2 separate regions of the Hordeum vulgare genome follow, and region 2 is linked to region 1. Evidence: chromatin contacts called from public Hi-C data. All regions are on one chromosome and are shown on one strand. Each heading gives the region's core, a stretch centred on a gene start, on an enhancer-like site or on the middle of the called end of the contact. The rest is flanking DNA. Distances are from core to core; before and after follow the strand shown. Region 1 holds the start of LOC123449542 (disease resistance protein Pik-2-like). Region 2 holds the start of LOC123449624 (CDP-diacylglycerol--serine O-phosphatidyltransferase 2).

Region 1 (6,964 bases), core at 2,024-4,523:
ACATTCTTGTCGATCATCAGTGGAGTTGTTGCTGGCATCTGGGGGTTCACGGGTCTGACGGGTTTCGTCTTCTACTTTCTGATAATGATGGTAGCATCTCTTGGGCTCTTGGCAAAGTCAAAGTTCTCAGTCCACACATACTTCGATAGTTGGAGCAGGATTTTAGTTGAAGGAGTTTTGGCCGGCCTTATGGTAAGTATTGTTGCCATCATGATGTATTCTGTGGTTTACACCCCAACCGCATAAACATTTTCACCCTTGCATGCTATTTTATATACTGTTGAAATATGTCATGTACATACACTACCTGTCTTGGTTTTTAGTCTAAATTCATCTTGGAAGCTATTGAATATTGAGTTGGATCCAGATGAGTTCTTATTTAGTACAGCTGTCAAAAAACCTAAAGTTAGGACTAGGAGTTATGCAAGTATATACAACTCTAATTTGCCACTGTGTTCAAAGACTAGCTGTAGCTTTAGATAATCCAGTAGGGCCACAACCATGAATAATAGTGAAACTTGGGAGGATTATTATCTATTAAAGTATCTTTGTTATAGTTAATGGCCACTCATGCCCTTTGATAGATGTTGCAAAATGATCCAAACACAACTGTTTATATTCTACTCAATTGCATATGTATTTTTTGCGTTCTCGTTTTCAAGTTTATCTTCTAATATTTGCTCATTATTAAAGTATCTTTGTTATAGTTAATGGCCACTCATGCCCTTTGATAGATGTTGCAAAATGATCCAAACACAACTGTTTATATTCTACTCAATTGCATATGTATTCTTTGCGTTCTCGTTTTCAAGTTTATCTTCTAATATTTGCTCATTACAATGAGCTTTTGCTTTGCGTGATGTTCTAACATTGTGATTTTTTCATTTGCAGTCCTTCGTGCTGTTCTGGACGTATCCTTGATAAATTAATGTGCTATTCTTTTATTTTTAACAGATACTGGAGTACTTAATTTGTCCCCGTCCTCTTTTAACTGCTTCTTTGGTGATATATTCTTGCTTGAGTTCATCCTTAACACTTGCCAGATTCGCGTACGATATCGTCCACATCTTCTGAGTTCTGATGGAAGGAGAGTCTGATGAGCACATCAACATGCCGCACCTTCTGATGGGAGGAGCTAATGTGAGATGAACCAAGCATATGCAAGATTTCCCCTAACATGATGGAACAAAGGAGTCTCCTCTTTATTATCCATTTTTGTTGTTAGTTACTTTTACTGTCTAGTTTGGTGAACTGCAACCTTGTATATGCCTATTTGATGGCTGGTGTATCAGATATCACGGTGTAAGCACCACACACTTGAATTCATTTACGGATGTCGTAGTTCCCGTGATGATCGGAAACAGTTATACTGCTCTATTTATTTCCCGTCTTCATGGCTTAATGCTGTCGAATGGCTCGAAGTGAAAGCACTATTCAGGCATGATTGACTTCTAAATGTGTCATCATTTGTTTTGTAGAATTCGTTTTACTTGCTTCTATATACAATTTGTATAATCTGGCTTGTGTTTTTGTTGCCAAACTATTGTGTGTTTTTGGGCTGATTATGATCTCTTTTACTCTGTTGAGAGGATTCTGTACTACTGTTTTTTGTTAGGGTTATAATTGGATAAGTGCCACCCGGATTTTGTTTTTAGGGGTATGTACTACTGCTTTTCCTTTTTTCTTTTGAGGGATTGAGGGAAGGGTTTTAGAAGAGAAGCGTAACCAGAAGAAACATAATGGGCTCACTGGGCCGGGTTTACTATTATGGGCCTAAGTCCAGATCCAAAGTAGCAGGCCATGGCTTCATTTCCAAAACCCAATTCCCAGAGAGCATCGCTCCCACTGGCCCCAGAACCCTAACCTCCAGCTCCACCATGGCCTCCTCCCTCCTCCGCTCCGGCCAGCGCCTCCTCCGCCACCACCGCGGCCGCCTCCCCGCGGCCTTCTCCACGGCGGCCGCCGAGGAGCTCATCGACGTGCGCAAGCTGCCCACCGACTACGACCCCTCCACCTTCGACCCGACCGCGCCGCCGTCCCGCCCGCCGCCCTCCGACCGCGTCTGGCGCCTCGTCGACGACGTCTCCGCCCTCACCCTCGCCGAGGCCGCCGAGCTCTCCGCCCTCCTGCTCCGCCGCCTCGACATCCCCTCCGCGCCGCCCATCGCCATCCTCAACTCCGCCGCGGGTCTCGGCGGCGGCGGCGCGGCGGCCGCTGGCGCTGCCGGCGACAAGCCCGCGGCCGCGGCCGAGAAGACGGTCTTCGAGCTGCGGCTGGACTCGTTCGACGCGGCCAGCAAGATCAAGGTGATCAAGGAGATCCGGACGTTCACGGACCTCGGGCTCAAGGAGGCCAAGGAGCTGGTGGAGAAGGCCCCCGCGGTGATCAAGGGAGGGTTGTCCAAGGAGGAAGCCGAGAAGATCGTCGAGCGGATGAAGGCCCTTGGTGCCAAGGTCGTCATGGACTGATCGGCGCCTGCATTTCGAGGTGAGATGAGATCTCTCTCGCGGAATTGTAAACTCAGATTAGTTTGAGCCAGCAGATGGATGACTAAAATTGTCGAGAAACTGATGACCATGTCACCTACACGCTAGTTGTTTTAGCACACACCCATCACATTTCATTATGATGCAATGTGTGCCATTTGATTGTGTTGTTCCGCTGTGATCCTAGTAACCCTTGCTGTTTAATCGCAACTGCACATTTCTGGATTTACAATTGCCCATTTGTCACAGCAAGTCGAGTTATTGATTTTAGACGTAGATGCAAATGTGGTCTACTCTCTGCCGTGCTCCGTACGAATAATAACATACGTCGCTCTACCTTGAATGGAACTGAACTCTTGTGAGTTGGTGTGTATTAGTTATTTTATCTGCACACATCACAAATTTCTGATTCCTTTATTCTGTGGAATCAAGGAAGCAGTTGTGCAATATGTATGCAAATTTAAATCTGCTGTTCTTATCTGCAGGTACTCTTGAATGTATGAACCATATGACTTCCATGGTTGATTGCTGCGAGCATTGTGGGATTGTCAGTGTCGTTGAACCTTTTCAGGTTCAAAGTTTTTCATGATGCTGTATTCTCTTAGTTGCCTTCCACTCTTATTTTGTCGATGAATTTTCTATCTCTAAAACGAAATGTGGAATAAAGTATTTTAAAAGATCAGATAAGAAACATGCGCTGAAATGACTTCTGACCGCAATTGAGTTGCCTTTTGTTAATTTTGGAAACTGAAGTTACACTCTGGCTGGCATGCGTACGGTTCCTTATTAGATGTTCTGTGGTGCACTGCCCCTTCCTTAGCTCTATGATCTGCTTGTATTCTGGCGAAATATTCAAGTTTGGTGTAATGTGGTGACCAGTCAACTAACTACAGATTTATACACTGTATTACGCAGTTCTCCAGCAAATTCTTCTCTTTATGTATACATACACATTTGTTGGAGCAAAACGGAAGAAATAGATTCCCCTCAACAATGTTAAGGATGCTTTTGTTGTTCCTTCTGTTGTTTCATGTGGAGTAGCTAGCCCGGGATAGGGTTCAAAGCAGCCTGGCACTAATATGCAGGGTTAGAAACAGTCTGAGAGGCAGAAAACCTGGGTTGAACAGAACAAGAGCTGCTTCCCAGATTGTTCAGGATGCTAGCTACTCGACGTGAAACAACAAAAGGATGAAGACGTACTAATCTGCTGCTGCTGCTGCTGTAATTATCACTGTAATTATCCTTACACGGACTATGCGGACACGTCTGCCTGTATCCCTACAGGTTGTTCAACTATCGCTGTCTCCATTATCAGCTTAACATCTCACTCCTGTAGGAAACAATCATCAGTGCTGAACTGAGTGATGAGTTGATCTTCTGCTGATTTGTTCAACACCTGCAGGTCAATCCTAGATAGTGTTATCTTAAGTAAACAGCCATCCATAAAAAAAGGAGGGAGCACCTAAGAAATAATTTAGAGGCCAACAACCTGCTGGTGTAGGGGCCCTGCTGGAGATGCTCCAAGAAAACAAATGACCAATCCTTCCATGCAACGCCATATTATATGCTAGTGTAATGCTACCAATAGACACAACCTCTGTTAAAAATGTAACCGATTCATCAACCATAAAATAGACACAACTTGCCTCACCCGTTGACCTCCTAGCCGAGCTCCTCAGCCTTACTTGGCAGTCCCATCTACATCTGGACCAGCTAATCTCTGATCTCCTTTCTTGGTGTGGTATCTCTGGCGACTCCATTCTTCAGTGCGGCTGAACAACAAGTGGTTATTGATTTCTGTCAAGGTTTGTTCTTTTTTTTTTCCTCTCTTCTTTCCCTTGGGTTGAGCTTTTCAATTGGAAGTTTGTGCTTTTCTGGTCTGAGTGAGTTCTTGATCTATTGTTGTTGTTCCAGACTTGAGATCGAGCCAGCTTGCATTTGGTTGCGGAAATATTACTTGCCTGCAGATCGACCGAACCACTACAGCTCTTGTTTACCTGGCATCGCAGCAGGTAAATCTTTTGAGCTACTTTGTATTCTCCAGTTCAATGGCATGTTCACCAAAGCTAAAATAGACACTGCTAACCTACGGTAGCTCCTAACCACACTGCTCAGCCTTACTTGGTCATCCCCTGCTCATCTGGACGAACTAGTCTTGATCTCTTTTCTTCGTGTGGTATTCCGGTGACTGCATTATTTATTGCGGTTGAACAAGAAGTGGCTGTTGATTTCTGTCAAGGTTTGCCTTTTTCTCTTCTCTCCCTTGGGTTAATCTTTTGAATTGGAAGTTTTTTTTTTTGGTCTGAGTAAGTTCTGGATCTATTATTGTTGTTCCAGGCTTGAGATCTAACTGCATTGTTGGTCAGGGAACTTGATCTGTGGTGCGCCACTCTCCTGTCTTGCAGATTGTCCGAGCCAACTACACTTCTTATTTGCCTCGCATCGCAGCAGGTAAATCTTTTGAGCTAGTTTGGTTGTCTCAGGGTACGATGGCATGGTTCACCAATGGTAAGAAGTTTAATTGTCACCTCTCTTAGCGATGGGCTAGCCGGCTGTGGGCATCCAGGAGCTGGTGGCCTGTCGAGTGGGTGTACCAGAACAAATTCACCTGCTCGTCCTTGGTAAACAGAGTTAACTTTTGAAAGATGTGAATGCTACAAAATAGATGGAACAGATCCAGATGTTTTAAATCTGAATGAACGTGCAGCACAAACCAAAGGTAATGCCTTATATACTTACACGAAATCAAGTTGTGGCTGATGTGCTTTAGCATTTTCATACTAAGAAGTGCCAACGAAAATTGGCAGATCGGGCGACTGTGATGGAGGCTGTAGTGAGCGCCTCCCATGGCGCCGTGCAGATTCTGTTGAGGAAGCTTGGCAACATCCTCGCCACCAAATACACGCTTCTCCATGGCATTCGTGGGGAGATCCAGGAGCTCAAGGATGAGCTTGAGAGCATGACCGCGTGTCTCCGCGACCTCGCAGACAATGATGATCACAACGAACAAGTAATGCAAATGCTAGTTGGTGGATCTTTTTAATTGAACTCTTGATCGGAAGGAAAACATGTCTCTTGTAATGAGATGATACAAACACTGGCATGATTAACTGATGTGCTCATTCATATACGTGCAGACTATGACTTGGATGAAACAAGTGAGGGAGGTCGCGTTTGATGTGGAGGACTGTATGGACAGGTTCTGCCATCACCTCAGCAGGAACCATGGAGACCGTCATGGACTCCTGGAATACCTCCATAGGATGTTCAACATGGTGCGAACATTGAGGGTGCGGCACAAGGTGGCCACCGATATCCAGTGCCTCAAGTCTCGTGCCCAGAAAGTGAGTGACCGGAAGCTCAGGTACACGTACAGTCTAGACGACTCGGCTGGGCGGTCGGGCAAAGCACTTGGCACTTCGTACAGCCACCTCGGCAGTTTGGACCGCTGGCTGCCAGCAATCCATGGTGACGGGCCCGGGCTAGTCGGGATGGGCAAAATGACTGATGCTGTGGTCGGGCTGCTCAACGAGCAACGCCTGGCAACGGTGGGTCCCCGAGTGCTGTCCATGGTGGGGTTCGGTGGCGTCGGCAAGACCACCCTCGCGACGACCGTATACAACAGCCCAAAGTTGGGTGGCATCCAATGTCGCGCTTTCATTCCGGTGTCCCAAACATACGACGTTCGTTCTCTTCTGGAGTCCATGCTGAAACAGCTTTTAGCTTCGGCTAAAAAAGATAAAAATGATGATCCCCTCAAGAACATTAAAGACTGGGATGAAAGAGATTTATTTGTCAAGATCAAACAACATTTGGCTGACAAGAGGTATATAATGATACACTACTTGTTTATTGATCATTTGATCATTGAGTCTTGCATTGCTGATTGTTCATAAATTAATGAAATGCTTCTTTTCAATTTTATCTGGTTTAATTAGTTTCCTCTTATGCCATACTCCATTTGTTTCTTTTTTACTCTGCATATTAGGTTTGTTTTAAGTCAAACATTCTTAAGTTTGACCAAGTTTATAGAAAGAAATACCAGCATTCACAATATCAAATCAATATCAGTAGATCCATCATGGAACGTATTTCATATTGTATATCTTTGGCATTGCAGATATTGATAATTTTTTATTATAAAAAAATTTGTTCAAATTTTACAAAGTTTGATTTAACACAATTTTGGTATGCAGAGTAAAAAGAGACGCATGGAGTATAATTTTTTTAGCCATGTATAGTGGTTGATAAGACCATATGTAATGTTACGAGATCCTAAAATTATGGAGTGAATAAAACTAAAGCTTGAAAAGTATGTGAATAAGAGAAGACATCTCGTATAATGCAGACAAACGTATTATCTTCCTAAAAGATTTTTTTCATTTCTTTCTTCCGTGTCATCGCTAAGATAGCAGCATTGTACACATCCTAAAGCAACTCTAGCAGATTTTCCAAATCTTGGGCCTATAAATCAGTTA
Region 2 (6,964 bases), core at 3,236-5,735, 130 kb before region 1:
AACCAAGGGATTCCTCGGAGGGATCCAGAGGCAGAACTTAAGGAAAAATGTGTTGAGCTCCACCATCATGAAAACGACGCAGAGGAACAGCACTTGGATGAACCGCAAAGGCCCCATGAATGGCTGCCATTGATCCTTGTCCCACTGTGCAGGAGTGAACTGGCTCAAAGATCTCTTCACCTGCAAATCAAAAGAGAGGAAGTAGATGGTGTAAGCACACTGAATCAAAACTAACTAGTCTGCAGTTCAGGAAAAAAATAACCAGTCCGCACAACTGAGCTTCAAGATTCGATATAAATTCACACCAAGAACACTGACGCCAGCTTATGTTGAAACTATTTTCCAATATTTCCGTTAATATTTCCGTTAATAGTTCCAATATTTCCGTTAATAGTTCCCAATATTTAAATAACATCTCCTTTTCTCAGACTGTACCAAGCTTCCTTCCAAAACAATGTTTTGTTAGGCCATATCATTGTATTGATCACTTAACTGGACAAACATGATTATCAAGTAAGGTTCTCTGTAACAGTCTGTGACTGTTCACATGTGGGTACAGTAACAGATAAATGCATAGAGAATTGGCAAGCAGCAGACAAATTATTGAGAAGAAAAATCAGGGATCAATAATGGCAAAAGACAGGTTTGAACAGCACAAGACACAGCCCCACTGGGATGCCCTTGCATCATGTTGCCTGGTATCTCACATACAAGAAGTCAAAGCAATTCACTTTTCCTCAGTAATTGGCTGACAGCAATGTTTCATGAAGTTACTACTGGTCTTGCACTACAATCTGGTCAGAGTCTCTGATAACTCAAAACATTATTCATGCTGTAACTTTTAGAAAGCCAAAGGAGACCGTGGGAATCTGAAGAGTACAGGAATCTGACCGTGGAAAAGGAACACTGATGTGCTAATTAGGAGGGACTGTGGATGCAACTGACTCATGAGAAAATGCAACCATTGGTCTGTTGATATATTTTCAGTAAACATACCTTACCCATGATGCTTGGCTGTCGGCTCAGTCCAACCCATTCATATGTTTTGCCATCGAAGTATCGGACCGTGTGCATTCCCGCCCAAATACCTGAATCAAAATACCAGAATTTCAGTAAAAGGATGCACCGGTGACAGAACTAGAAGTTGGTGCTCAGACAAAATGATGAGGTGTTGCAGCAACAGATAGAAATCGTTTGCTGAGGCTCAAAAAACGTCCAGGTCAAATATCATGGATTTCCAATGAGCTGAACACGATTAACTTCCATACACATAGTACTTGATTATTAAACTAGCCATTCCGTCAACATAAGGGCAATGAATATTCGAAATAGTGATTTGTGTATTAATCAAAGACTTGTTCCGCAAGAGGTACTTGCAACAGAAAATCTAGTTTCTACCACTGAAGCAAAAGAACAAGAGAAACTAAATTTTATTGTCAAGTAGGAAGTATCCTATGTACTTAGCAATCAGTGGTATGTCGACCAGGCACTACAGGTTATCCCTTCCAAATTCTGGATACATCACATCAATATTTTTAATGTTATCATTGTTACAGTTGATAAGGTCAGATTCAAAGGATATGTATCAAATCATGCAACCCGAGAAGCACTCAGCTATTTGAATATGCATAAATCTATTACAGGAAATTTTTGGATCATATACATACCAGGAAGGAAATATAAGGTATGAAAAAGGAGTGTGAAGTCATTAAGAGTCTTTAGATGTCTCACCAAACCAATTGCAGATCAAGATGTCCAAGATAATACTATCCCACCAGCACTCATTAAAGTTTGGTAACATATGTCGGAACGTAAGCTGCAAAACATGATAATAAGCACATTTCATTGTCAAAGACGGCAATAAGACGACAAAAACATAACTTCTTCCAAACAAGGAGACCAGATCTAACCTCCATTAGCTCGAAGCCAATCGACAAGACCCAAAGGAGAGCTTGATTTCGTATCATTACAGCCTTGCCCCACCAGCCCAAGACATGGGCGACAACAAATTCATCAAACAATGTCTCCTATATATTGATCACGGAAGCCGTCAAATTTGGTGGGATTAATGACAGCAACAATAAAAAGGAGGCCATCTTCATGAAATAGGAAGGTTCACATGGAAATCATACATAAATATTTATGAACTTGTTATTAGGGTTTTCTGGAACATACAGACGGCAATCGGCTCCATAGGATCTCTCCGGTAATTCTGCATTTGGGTAAAAAAAAAGAGCAGGGGTTTGTTAACACCATCTTTTCACATTTTTACCAGTGATGATGTGAAACTAACGAATTCACACAAAGACATTACCAACTCCGAGATCAGGAGAAAGGTGTTTCATGAACCGGCGAGCATCGTCACGATTCTGGAAAACGAGCAAGAAATTAGGACAATGCGCTGTATATCCATGATGTGCCACACATGCATGTTTATGGCATTTACTCTTGAAGTATCCAAATCATGTGTTCAGATGCCAACAGAACAGTAACAAACAGTGCGCATAGCAATTTATAGCATGTCCTCGAAGAGGAAAAATTAACTGCACATAGTGCGTATAGCTAACCTGGAAAAGAAGAAACGTGAGAGCAACAAGGTAAACAACCGCCAGCCCGTGCACCAGGCGCCAGAAGGCAGGATGGGGCCGAATAAGTATCCTGTCATAATTTTTGCCAGATGGCTGAATTATTGTCTACCAAATCATCCAATGAGACCAGCACACCAAGAAAATTTACAAGGATATTAAATCATGAACAATACCGACTGAATTTGCATGATTAAGCACTAATGTTCAGTTTATACAAAAAAAATAAAAACTGTCAAAAAATGAACTCACGTTGATGGTGCCTGGAGTGTGCAGTAGGCGAGGAACACCGCAATCATAGCCCAGACACCCCTAGAAAGCGCCAGCAGGCAAAAATCATGTCAGCGTCACTCGCTCTCCCCAATCATTTTTGCCGAAAAGGCGGCATCAGAACCCATTTTTTTCCTAGCCGTGATAAACATGACAGCGAACAGGGAAATTCAGGCTGGCTTGAGCCATACTGCTACATACAGTACCTCTTGATAGATGTGGAGCTGCTGTGAGAGGCAGCGCCCTCCGGATCCAGAGCTCCACTCGCCCAGCTGAAACGGGAAACAGTATTGAAGTTTGAGGTCAGATGGCAGCCAGAGAAAGTAAAGAGGAGAAGAAGAACAGTCCACATTTCTTCAGTGGTACTACAAGTTACTGAATCCGTTGCTTGCCCCGTGTGAGTTCTTCCGACACATATTTTCTTTTGGGATAACTTGGCACTGAGTTCACTCAACCATGGATAGTCTCTGGGGTTTACTTAGCTCTAAGCTTGATGGAGGTCTCATTAACCCATCAAGCGACAGCAAGGGTGTTCTTCTAGAACGACGTGAAATGCAGTGCAGCCGAGGAGCGCAAGAATATTTCCAGACAAAGAGAATTGGCAAGAGATATTCGAAAAAGATGTCGATTCTCATCACCACCCCCACCCTCCTAGTAGGTTGGTTCATGATGCTCCAATCATAGTACAAAAGCTGAACCCTTTGGCAACAAAAGCCATTAAATTTGGACCCAGGGAAAAAGATACTCTCTGTAAAAATAAAAACAACCACGAAGGGTGTACAATTTCTGACACTGTTGCAGCACCTGATATCCCTGCAGGCTCTTGTACTTGCATACTACTACCCCCCAACGCAAACGCACACGCTTTTTCACATCTGGTTTTGACTTTTCACGGCCGGTCACGCAGGCCAGCGGCGGAAGAAGAAGAAGGAGAATAAAAAATTGCGAGGAGCACGAGAGGAATCAATCAATCGGCCGGGGATGGGATGGTTGCTTCGGTTGCTTACATGAGGAGGCATGCGCCGACGAGGAGCACCGAGATGGTGCGCGGCTTGTAGAGCCAGGCCGTCCACGGGTCGTACTCCTCTGCCGGCGGCGTGCGCGGCCGCGCCCTCTGCCTCGCCGCCGCCGCCTCCATCCCTGCCCGAAACAGGGGAACGGACGCCGCTGACTATGAGCGGCGGCGACGACGGAGACCGCCGCCGGCCGGACGGAGGCTCGGGAGGTGGCGGCTGCCGCCAGGCGCCAGCTTCCCGACACGTATGGCTGGATATGCTGCCCGCTGGCGTGCCGGCTGAGGACCCTATCCGTAGCGAGAGCCGATGAAGGATATGGAATTTGGCGGAGACGGAGGCGGCGGGCGATCGGAGCAGGTGGGGGTGGAAGGAGGAGGGAGTGGTGGCGGCGGCTGGGTTCTTCCTCTTTAAAGGAGGAGGGAATCGGGAGGAGACGGGACGGGACGGGGGAGCCGTGGGCGGCGATGGTGGATTGGGTTTGGCGTCTCCACGTACGACGCGGCGGCGCCACGGAAATCACGGAACCACCGCCGTTCCGTTTGCCGCCTGGCCCGGCCTACGACGCTCTCTCTCTCTCTCTCTCTGGCACGGATTCGAGCGAGGTCCCCCGCCTCCCCGGGCTGGGCTGGCACGTATAGTAGGTAGTAGGACCATTGCTCCGGGTCCGGTTCACCAACCAGTTTTTGTTCGATTCCACTTGTATTTCCTTCACAAGAAAACACCACGATATCTCGTTATATCTGAGAAGAAACATCCACGGATAAAGTGAAATACATTGAAATAGAAGAAAAAAAGACACTGCCTTTAACAAGGTTCTTCAACAGTAACGCGTTTAGAAAAGGAAAGCGCCGCTTGAGCTTAGCCACCACCGGATCCAATCACCAAAGTCAAGAATCAATGTCCGATCATCTACGGCCGGACCTCTCAAATGATCCTCATACGTCTGCGATCGCGTCCGATTACTAATCGGACATGAGAGAGAAGAAAAAAGTGACCCAATCGAGCCCCTCGTATCGTTTCTATACGCCCGCGCTGTCACGAAGATCTTCGATGGCCCCTTCAATCTCCAACGAGGGCGTCGCCGCAGGTCGGAGTGATCACCACAATGGCCAGTACCTACGGCGGAGCACATCACCTCAGCGGAGAGCCCTGTCCACGCATGTCAACCGAGGCCCAACATGATCGAGACTGGGAGCACGAAACCACATCACCATCACCGATGTGACACGCGCGTAGAGCATAGAACCACTCGACATATGAGCATCCTTGAAAGACAAAGAACATCTACAGCCACAACCAGCAAATCCGACCCCTCGGCGCGTCCGCGGGCATTGACCGGGCACGCCACATATTTGGTACTCTGCATCCGCGTATCTCATATCGAAATCCTATATTTATACTACACATGCAACGTGGAACTACTCTACGTGAACAAGCATCAGACAACAAAATCGAAAGTTCATCTTAAGTTTGTCGGACATAGTTCAGAGATTTCTACAACTAAAAACTATATAAACAATGCGAAGGAAGGAGTGGCGAGATCACCACTTCCTCGCGGGGTCCTTGCCTTTCCGGTCGCGAGCGCAACTTTAGCCATTCACGGCTGGGGGGGGGGGTCTTGATCGTCGTCAAAGGAGGCGCAGTTGTCGTCGTCATCGTCGGAGAGGACAATGAGCCCCTTCATCCGAGAGACCGCCCTGTCCTGCTACCGCTTTACCTTGGCGATCCTAGCCACCTCCGTCGATGTCTCATTCGTATCGCGCTCCGACTGCTCGATAGCAAGCCCGAGCGCCTTAACGTTCTTCCGCTAGAGGTGTCGAGCGTCCGTCTCCATCGTCGTGAGGGACCGGTGGTACACTCAGGCCAGGAGGCATTCGTCCTCATCGGGCTCCTTCGGCATCTTGCGGCGACGTCGCGCGGAATGCTCCGCACTTCCCTCTCCATTGCTCGCTGCCTCTCACGACGGGCGGCACGCGCCTCCGAGTCTGGAGTGTGTGTGCGGGTCGGTGGCGGGGGGCAGTAGGACCCATCGCTGCCCGCGAGGAGCGGACGGCGGGGGAAGAAGGCGACGCGGGGCCTGTACGAATTGCATAGTCCTGGTGGAGCCGTGCACGCCCCGGGAGGGGCCGGGTCCTGCGTCCGTGCTGTGCCGACGCAGGAGCTGCGACGACACTCTAGATCCGGAGCTGTCATCAGTGTCCACCTTGGACCGCTCCAAGGTGATGTGGAGGGCGAGCTCCTTGTCGTAGTCCGAAGTGAGGTTCGGAGCGATGCGCCCATAGTGGAATTTCTCGGTCGAGCCTGTCAGCTGGGACGTGGCGGACGCGCTTGGGTGTGACCGAGCCGCTGCATATCCGCCCCGGATTTGGACTGGATATGAGGGGTGCCGGTCAACTCGGGGTTTGAGACGGGTTTGAGAGGTCCGGTTGTAGTGACCGGACAACCTTGTCGGGGCATTTGAAACGGGTACAAGGGGTCGGTTGTAGATGTTATAAAACGACGTATTTAAAAAAAGCACAACCGCACATGCAAGTGTTAGGCTGGTTAAAATGAAGAGTACCATATACTAGTATCATGCATATGAGGGCATCCCCAATGGTCGTATGATCATCGTTGGTAAAATTGCCACATAGATGATTTTGATGACATGACACATAATAAAAGAAGAGAGAGAATGAAATCGTATGAACTTGAAGCAACGGTTCACACACAAGCTCTAAGGCAAGCATGGTTATTTCTTCACTATTTAGTGGACCCGCTTAGTTATTTTACATACGATTAACATACACTTCATTGAAAAGCTTGTATGATGTGTTGTTGGTTGTTGATGTGGACACTTATACCAACGATTGAACATACAGACTGTTGAAGATGCTCTGATATTAGTCTATGACACTACATACATAATGCATAGTATTATATGTTAGTACTACATTTAAGAGCATGGTTAATAATACAACCAACAATCGGCTATAAGGAGTTGTCATGTCATATAGAGCCAACCTAATAGCCGGCATGTACAATAGTAAGTTTTAGATGTGTACTACTTTAATAGTAGTTGGCTCACCTTAAAATCTCACAAAGTGTCTTGGG

The links. Hi-C and Micro-C count contacts between places; a contact is called where the count stands out from the background.
Region 2: a Hi-C map of leaf shows a contact between it and region 1, with 2.5 times the contacts expected there. The contact joins the promoter of LOC123449624 here to the promoter of LOC123449542 in region 1. A contact is called at or near these places in 2 of 6 Hi-C or Micro-C datasets (leaf and seedling) and 1 of 1 datasets of contacts at active chromatin or transcription factors (embryo).

The regions. Positions count from the first base shown.
Region 1 is chr1H:494,864,499-494,871,462 of MorexV3_pseudomolecules_assembly, reverse strand. LOC123449542 (disease resistance protein Pik-2-like) reads left to right here and starts at 3,273. Exons shown (of 8, transcript XM_045126831.1): 1 at 3,273-4,291; 2 at 4,401-4,498; 3 at 4,602-4,725; 4 at 4,853-5,205; 5 at 5,294-5,496; 6 at 5,624-6,312. The coding sequence starts at 5,308. It overlaps LOC123449570 (50S ribosomal protein L7/L12-like), which reads left to right and starts at 1,854. Exons shown (of 2, transcript XM_045126845.1): 1 at 1,854-2,487; 2 at 2,972-3,173. The coding sequence starts at 1,878. The coding sequence ends at 2,468. It overlaps LOC123449578 (ER membrane protein complex subunit 6), which reads left to right. Exons shown (of 4, transcript XM_045126856.1): 2 at 1-192; 3 at 892-911; 4 at 1,044-1,456. The coding sequence ends at 1,074.
Region 2 is chr1H:494,995,299-495,002,262 of MorexV3_pseudomolecules_assembly, reverse strand. It overlaps LOC123449624 (CDP-diacylglycerol--serine O-phosphatidyltransferase 2), which reads right to left and starts at 4,485. Exons shown (of 12, transcript XM_045126908.1): 1 at 3,863-4,485; 2 at 3,062-3,127; 3 at 2,838-2,897; 4 at 2,568-2,658; 5 at 2,315-2,369; 6 at 2,133-2,212; 7 at 1,911-2,027; 8 at 1,732-1,816; 9 at 997-1,088; 10 at 1-180. The coding sequence starts at 3,993.